Regions from separate parts of the Hordeum vulgare genome. Here region 2 is linked to region 1. Evidence: chromatin contacts called from public Hi-C data. All regions are on one chromosome and are shown on one strand. Each heading gives the region's core, a stretch centred on a gene start, on an enhancer-like site or on the middle of the called end of the contact. The rest is flanking DNA. Distances are from core to core; before and after follow the strand shown. Region 1 has its middle 73 kb from the start of LOC123439782. Region 2 has its middle 120 kb from the start of LOC123443496.

Region 1 (4,439 bases), core at 587-3,086:
CAACCAAACATTGTGATTGTGTTGGACAACATCACAATGGAATCGCTCTCTGTCTCTACGCACATGTGTTCTACTCCCCCCTTCTTAAATATAAATCTTTTTAGAGATTTTAATAAGGACTACGTACGATGCAAAATAAGTGAAACTATATTTTAAAATATATCTATATACATCCGTATCTAATTCCTTAGTAAAATTTTATAAAAAACTTGTATTTAAAAACGGAGGAAGTACATCACAAGTATGATCCCTCATTGATAGCCTTCTCCAATCAAACCATGCATGCGCAGGCGCCTAACCAGAAACCATACAGTATGACAGTCACAGTATGTCAATATCACTATGTAGGGTGTAGCAATGAGCCAATGACATATGGAAAGGACAGAAATGCATTGCATCCACGAGGGCCTGCAATCAGAGTATCAGACGACTGCCTAATCCGACCTTTAACGATAAAACAATCGTATATTTCGGGATAAATCAGCGGCATCTTGGACTGGTATCGTCTCATACGCATCGCCACGACCGACGGACACAGCATTACAGCGCTGCGCACAGCCCAGCATTAGTGAGTCTACAGGTGCCGTCGCACATGCACGCACGAACAGCTAGCAGATAGGAGTAGGACACATATGGGAATGCTGCCGTGCCGTGCCGTGCCGTCCTAGGGTCCAACGAACTTTGCATGTGTTGTTCAACTTTTTCAGGAACAAGCTAAGCTCTGTCTAATATGATGATGCATGGACCCAACACAACAGCTGGCGCAACTTGTCTTAACTATGTATATTTAACAGGAAGCGCTGTCCGCTTGAATGCGGTGATGGTAGGAGTGACCAATTAGTCAAACGAGTCAAGTTAGATTGACGTACTCCTTGACCTCCGACGCCTGAGAGCTTAAACTAGCCGTGCTTTCACGTGGGGAAGATATTCTATTCTCGCGTAGTAGCATGCCTGACCATGGTACACTTGGATTATCTTCAGACCGACCCTGGTACGCGAGTGAGTTTACCCTACCGAAATCACCAATTTTGACACCAAATCCAGATGGAAACGGCGAATCCCCAAGGAACGACACATCCCGTCGGCGCTCTGGATCGGATGGATGCCAGGCGCAAATTCTGCTTGGCTTTGCGGCTTGGGGGCACGGAACCCGGCAATCATCGTACCAACTGCCCCCACACGGACACGGCAACCGAAAAGCGCGGGGGAGCACCGGAGCCTTGATTGTTTTTTTTTTTTTTTTTTTTGCTTTCTTTCGCCCTTATAAACGGGCACTCGGCCATCCATGATTAAGCAAACCACTAGCACATGACACAAGGGCAGAGAAAGGGAGGAAGAACACACCAAGCCACGGCGGGAAACAGTACACCACGGTATTCAGGGCCCGTGATTCCTGCGGTTCTAGGGGCGCCTCCGCGCGCAAAATGGGAAACAACACGATCTGCAAATTTTGCTCGCCGGGGATGAAGCAGGGAAATACGCTAGCCCACGCGGCGTACGTGGGTGAGGATGTCGGTCGGTAGAAACGGTAAAGAAACCGCATCTAGGCGGAATGTTGTTGCCGCCCACCTGTCTAGGTTGGGAAAGGATTGCCTGGGCTTTGGATTAGGCTTGGACGGCGGTCAAGGGCTAAAGCCTGACGCCCCACGTCGTGCGCCTGCAGCAGGGTACAAAAAAACATATACTACGATTCAAAATAAGGGAGTACAAAAACCTTCTTAAACTAGAAGTGGTAATGTAATCATGTACTACTGGTACTAGTTAATTACTCTACAGTTTGGGAAAGGACACTGCATTCGCAGCGGTGAACATGGCAAAAGGCCCTTTCAGCACATGCGCCGGGGCCCACATGCCTGTCTAGTGTACTGTAGTACTGTGCTCCCATGCCTTGCATCCATCCTCCTCCCGTGGGCCTCTCCTCTCCATCACGCTGGAAGTGATCACGCACACGCAGCTGCGTCTGTGTGTGAACTGGTCTCTGGTTGACACGAGTTCGCTGCGGCCATGAACCCATGTCTGTGCTTTGCCTCAAGGCGCTCACCACAACTTTAGAGCAACTCCAACCGATCCAAACGAAAGGTGATTTCGTTCGCTTTTCGTTTGATTGCCTCGCGTATCCGTTCCGGTTATGATTTGGGATGACAGCGCGTCTAACGTGTCGATCCATATTTGTCCGTCTGGTCGGCTAGCCGCCGGTTTTTGAACAAATACAGATATTTTTCATATTTTGCAACAACAAATGATATATCGTAGTTTCACAATTAAAAATAAAATATAGCAAAGTTTTACAAGCCCAATAAAAATTAAATTGTCTACAAAATACACCTATTAATTGCCAACATGATTTCATATATGCTCAACCAAATCATCTTGTAACTAAATATGGGTTTTCAAATCACGCATTTCATGAAGAAACTCGGTGAACCGTGCAAACGATACCGCTTCTCCGCCATGCTGAGGCACCACATTGTCACCCTGAAATTCAAACCCTTGACCGTGTAGACATTCCGGGCGCTCATCCTCTACTATTATATTGTGCATGATCACACAAGCAGTCATCACTTCCCATAACTTTTTGGTGCTCCAAGTTCTAGCATGATACCGAACTATGCCCATCGAGATTGCGGAACACCAAAGGCACGCTCGACATCCTTCCTAGCACTCTCTTGCTCTTGGGCAAATCTTTTCCTCTTCTCTCCGACAAGGTTGGAGATTGTTTTCACAATAGCGGTCCACTGTGGATAGACTCTGTCAGCTAGATAGTATCCTTTGTTGTAGTTGTGACCATTGATGTTAACATTGACTGGCGGACTGTTGCCTTCGGCAAGCCTTATAAACACCGGCGATCGTTGAAGCACGTTGATATCATTGAGCAATCCGGCCATGCCAAAGAAAGAATGCCAGATCCAGAGATCTTGAGAGGCCACGGCCTCAAGTATGACGGTGCAAGCCTTGGCATGGTCCTTGTGCTGGCCTTGCCAAGCAGAAGAGCAATTATTACGTATCCAGTGCATGCAGTCTATGCTGCCAAGCATTCATGGGAAGCCCCCGCTGGCATTAGTCGTCAACAAGCGGGCTATGTCTGCATCAGTCGGCTCTCTCAAATACTTGGGGCCAAACACTGCAATCATAGCCTTGTAGAATTTGTATAATGACTCTAGGCATGTAGACTCACTCATACGGACGTACTCATCGATAAGATCACCGTGTACTCCATAAGAAAGCATCTCGATGTGAGCAGTGCATTTCTAATAAGACGAGAAGCCAATCCTTTTAATGGCATCCTCTTTGCACTCGAAGTAGTTATCGTATCCAACCACCCCCTCTCGAATCCGGTTGAAAACATGCCTAGCCATACGGAAACGACGCCTGAATTTCTGATGTTTGCAGAGCAGATTGCTTGTGTCAAAGTAGTCCTTCCATAGAAGGAAATGGTCTCTCTCTCGGTTGCGATTCAACATCGGAACATGCCTCGAAATCGAGCCCCGGAACAGCGACCGCTGCCTATTAATGTGATCATGGACCAACACGGAAGCAACATCTCCTCATCGTTGGATGAGGGATCGTCAGAGTCACACAGAACATTATGGAAAAAGAACTCGTCGGCGCAATCCATTTTTTACCTTAAGGAAAACCGTCGAACAGCTTCCGAGCGTGGCCGACGGAGCTTACTGACGACGGCAGGTTGGGGTCGAGGAAGCTGCGGTCCCCCGAGGGTGATGCGGCCGGTGGCGTGGGCTAGGCGCTGCGGTACGGGAGGAGGTAGCCGTAACTAGGCGGTGACGAGGGGGCTGAGGGCGAGGCGAGGCGAGGGCTAGATGGAGGTGGAGAACGACCAATGTGCCACCGACTGGCGAGCCAGGGAATGGTGGAAGTGCGCGTCGTTCGCGTCCGCTTTGTGTCTGCGTCGACCCAAATTAGGCTCAAAATTAGGCCGGAAATGGGTCGGCACGGCGATGAAAAGCGGACACACGTCCGTTTTGGTCGGTGCGTTGGGCCGTCTTTTATGTCCGCGCGGACCCAAACGGACGACTACGGACGAAATGGGTCACCCCATTGGAGTTTCTCTTAATCCGACGAACCAAACGAAAGCACGCTTTGTTCGTTTTTGTCTATTTGGATTGGCGTGTTCATTCCTTTTTGTCAATGGATCGGTTATGCGCTCAACGAAGCGCTAACTCTCTTTTATGTAAAATAGTCTACGACCACACATCATGCGAGCTACCATGTCAGCGTCAAAAGTTCATGCCGGTGATATGCCAGTGACCGGTATACATATGTCACGCACAAAATGAAGTACACATTTTTCATGTTGGGCACAAATGCCAGCGGCCGACACACATGACAACACATAAAATGAGACTCTAGTCCGACCACGTCATCTCGGCTGTGGACATGCCTGCATACCACGTCATGCATCACTCGTCATCGAGGTTGAC
Region 2 (4,439 bases), core at 592-3,091, 490 kb after region 1:
GCTTCAATAGTAAATGAAATCATTACAGAGTAAACCATGTTCCACAAGCTTCTCTCTCAAATTATAAATGGTGATCGAGTCTTCTAGCCATGGCTCAGGTTCTAGTTGACAGAAAGATGATTTATGCACAATGCACCGGACCATTCGAAGATTATCCATCTCCACATTTAATGAACTTTTACAAGATTTACAGCATGGACTAATGCCTACAGAAGAAATTCATGTTGTAGACCTGAAAAACTGAGTTGACGAAGACAACATAGGCAAATACTTGCTTCGTAGATGCGGATGCGAACAAGCTCCGACGGACACAGGGATTGAGGACGTCCTTGATGGTCAATGACGATGACATCCTTCCTTGATGGATTCAGATTGAGAGTGGAAGAGGCTGAGGAGAGCAAAAATGATGCTTTTGCGGGAGGGGAGGGGGGCTATGGATGGGTGATGCAAGGGCAACAATATTTAAACAATCAAAAGGTGCCAATTCATCTAGATACTCCTAGAGTAATGATACCACTACTCAATATTAGATGGTCTAACGTGTGTCAAATATGGTAGACACTCTTGCAAATAAAATGCGCCGGTATATACAGCGGGTAATCAAGACAGTAGAGGCGCAGATAGAAAGCGAGACGATACAATTTTGTAGATATCAACGCTTATGAAACAAATGTGTTCCGATTCAACAACGCCTAGGAAAATGATGTTTCAAGGGTCGACAACGCCTAACTACAAGACGTGACATAAGAACTTTGATAGCGTCATTTCATCCGACACTTCAGGGCGGCTCCACGCTGATAGCGTGACCGACGATCATGGACTTCTACCGGTCAAAGCCGTCTAAGAGAAAGGCGTGCATACTATTGAACGGGAGAATAGGGATTGGTGGAATAGTTGTTGTATTCCTTAAGCCTTGTGGGCATATATATAGGAGTACATGATCATCTTCGAGTACAAGTCAAGGCAGGAACAAGTCCTAGTCTATATATGCTTTCTTAAACAATCACGTTACTCAACATCCCCCCGCAGTCACAACGGTAACGACGCACACGGTGAGACTGGAGAAGAATCCTAAGGTAAGCCGACGGTCATCCCCCACAGTCGTAACGGTCGATGCATCGTGGAAGTTGTGGCCAGAGTGGAAACCGATGAGGTTGCTCAAGCAAGGCGGTAGCCCTTTGTGCGTTGGTCGAGGTAGCCGAGAGCGTAGGGTGGTGTAGCCGTGGTCGAGGTAGTCGTGCGAAGAACGCCATGGTCGATGTCAAGTCGGGGTAGCCGGTGTCGAGGAAGTCGCCGTGGAGCCGCAGGCGCAAGGAGGCGCCGAGTTAGTCATGGGCGCAGTGGTGTCGAAGTAGTGGTGCGCCGGCTAGGTCTAGGAACTTGCGGCAGATACCATATTGAACGGGAAAATATGGATTGCTGGAATAGTTGTTGTATTGCTTGAGCCTCGTGGGCACACATATATGAATACATGATCATCTTGAAGTATACGTCAAGGCATGAACAAGTCATAGTCTATCTATGCTTTTCTATAAATCACGTTATACGTTTACGTTACATGTCGTACGGTCACGCCTGAACAAAGGAGTCAAGTAAGAAAATAAGAGTCTTCCTCGAGGGGCCATTTGTAAGATAATTTCCTTTTCTGTACGCAACGTAGGGCCCGTTCTCCGCGTCGGATCAGTCAGCTGCGTAGCTGGCTTTAGCTAGCAGCTAGTACTAGCGGCCATGCGTGAAACGATTGATCGAGGCGTGCATGTTGTTTGATGCCGATGGGCACGACACGGCGCCCGTGACTCGGCCGAGAACATGAACCAGACCAGGCCTAGATCACATTCACACGGAGCTAGCGAGTGCCCGATGTGCGCACCCCATGTGCTCGTGATGGATTTCCTGCCTCCAAGTCACTAGGCTAACTCGTGATGGGATAAGAGCGATCTTGTCTTGGCCGTTGTTTCCATCAGCTCAGGCTAAACAAAGATCCGATCGAGCTGGGTGGCAACTTTACCTTGTTGGTGTCCCCGTCGGGCGCAACGGAACCAACTGATGCCTAGCTCCGCGCTAGTGGACGTGGAGCCTGGGCCATTGATTGAACCGAAACCGGTCACAGCACAAGCATCGGCATGCACGGCGCTGTCGCATTCACCCAGGTTGGAAGCCATGTATATCTGCGAGATTTGGACCGTGCTTCGTTCTGGCTCGCGAACCGGCACTGCACCACCCCCAGTCGCTCTCGACGGAAATATGGTGGCACATGGGTATGGGTGCGTTCATGCTGGCCAGCGGAGGCTGGCAGCTCGTGCTCGTCGCTGTTGGGGAATTAAGCGGGAAAATCACCATCAGTCCCGCTCATTACCAGTATTCGGTCGCGGCTGAACGGGCAATCATGAGCCTCGGGTCGCGATTACCTGTGTATCCAATCATGCTGGATTCCGGAGCAGCGGTTATGCACGATACTTTGTGCGCACTACTCCGTACTATTACAAGTACAAATTATTAATCCCACATCGGAAATTTGAGTCACTCAAACCGGACTTAAAATTAGCGGCGTGCCTTTTTCATCGCCGGGCCTGGTAGTTCGGGCCTGTCACCCCATGCTTTGGGGGGCAGGAGTTGACTGAGGTGGCGTTTATACAGGGCCCGTTTGTTCACGGGTTGTTTCAGTCCTGCGCTTGAAAAGTGCAGCATTGCTAACCTAAGGGCCGTTGTGCGTGCCGGAGGTGTCGAGGATGGTGGCCCTTTGAGGCCGGGCAACCCCGGCCTGCAACCACCATGGCCTGCCTGTCAAAAGCGCGCCCCTATGTCAGCTCCTTAATTTTTTTGGGACCCCATTTGGCCCAAGGTCCACTATAAATATATTTATTTATTGTTTGAGGTATGCCATGAAAAAAATCAGAAAATAAAAAATGCCACACTCTTGACAAATATCAGAAAGTTTTTTTTATAAATAGCTTTATTAAATTATAGATTCGTTGAAGACATATCACATTAGATATGATATGCTTGTCCTTGAGTGATGTGCTTTTCCTGTAAACGTCACGATAATGAATTTTCAACATGTTTCATGTTTAACACATTATTGACGGTTTCCATGCGGAAATGAAAAGTTTACCCCCCCCTCAACCGTACAAACACAAGGCATGGCTAGCTGAATTCACGGATGTCCTCCAAACAATCAACTTTCCAGAGGTAGTTTTATTTTATTATTTATTATTATTATGTTTGAGTAGGATTGGGCATTCCAATTATCAACCTCTCTCGTGCAATGACAAGTGAATAAACATTCATTATGAAAATAATTCACTTAGCATGGAATATACTTACCGCCCCGTAGCTTCACGAGTAGTGCACACACACTAAACATATGTTTATTTGAAGGTTTAGAGATGACACATGTAAATTTACTTGAAACAAAGGGTAATACCGTATATAGGTAGATATAATGGACACTTATGGAATAAACTTGACTCAAGAATTCTGGATGCACAAATAGTAATCCCGCTTGGCGTGATAATTATAATATAAGATAATTTTTTATTTGACCACACACTGTTCATAAAAAATGTCACACTTTTCACCCAAATTGGGAAGCCAAAAATAACCTTTGAAATTGCCAAGTAATATATAAATATTAGTTTTAGCACAAATATTCATAAACCCCTCTCATGCCCATTGGCAGAAAACATCACACCCTTGCAAGAGCTAGAGGCCAGAACATCTCGCTCTCATCGTCGTTGGAAGGAATGGATGCGAAGAAAGAGGCGATCTCATGTGTCGTCTGCTGCAACCGACGTTGCTTCTCCGGGTAAGCCACCCTTGCTTCCTCGTTCTTGGGAGGGACTCGAAGGATTAGTCGATGGCGAGCTTCATCTTAGCGAACTTCGGATCCATTTTTACATGGCTATGAGGTTGTCGTTGGCGAGCATCTGTCACGAGATGTTGCTTCATCGCCATCTAGCCTACCATGTCGATCTCCAACGGATCCAACAATGGCGCCGTCTGAATCGGGGATGGCGGGGGTGATTGATACGTCTCCAACGTATCTATAATTTTTGATTGTTCTATGCTGTTATATTATCATTCTTGGTTGTTTTATAGTCATTTTGTAGCAATTTTATATAATTTTTGGGACTAAGCTATTGACATAGTGTCTAGTGGGAGTTGCTGTTTTTTTCCTTTGCAAAAAAATCCATATCACATGAGGTCCAATTTCGACTAAACTTTACGAAGATTTTTTTGGAATAAAAGAAAACTTGGGGGCCAAGATTGAGCAGCAGCCAAGGCCCAGGGGGGCCCACTAGACACCACGGCGCCAGAGGCCTCTGGTGCAGCCTGGTGTTTAGTGGGGCACTCCCAAAGCTTCTGCACTGCCTCTGAGCTCTATAAATACCCTAATATTTCAGAAACCCTAGGGGAGTCGACGAAAAATTGTTTGAGCT

What was found. Hi-C and Micro-C count contacts between places; a contact is called where the count stands out from the background.
Region 2: a contact with region 1 is called in a Hi-C map of leaf, with 3 times the contacts expected there. The contact joins two enhancer-like sites. A contact is called at or near these places in 2 of 6 Hi-C or Micro-C datasets (leaf and seedling).

What each region holds. Positions count from the first base shown.
Region 1 is chr3H:195,535,000-195,539,438 of MorexV3_pseudomolecules_assembly, forward strand. No RefSeq gene overlaps it. Among protein-coding and RNA genes, the nearest start is that of LOC123439782, 73 kb to the left of the region's middle. Within about 2 kb of position 1,837, at least 3 of the 3 cell types and tissues checked have open chromatin away from gene starts, as enhancers often do. A contact at or near this core is called in leaf and seedling, where this site is marked.
Region 2 is chr3H:196,029,395-196,033,833 of MorexV3_pseudomolecules_assembly, forward strand. No RefSeq gene overlaps it. Among protein-coding and RNA genes, the nearest start is that of LOC123443496, 120 kb to the left of the region's middle. Within about 2 kb of position 1,842, at least 3 of the 3 cell types and tissues checked have open chromatin away from gene starts, as enhancers often do. A contact at or near this core is called in leaf and seedling, where this site is marked.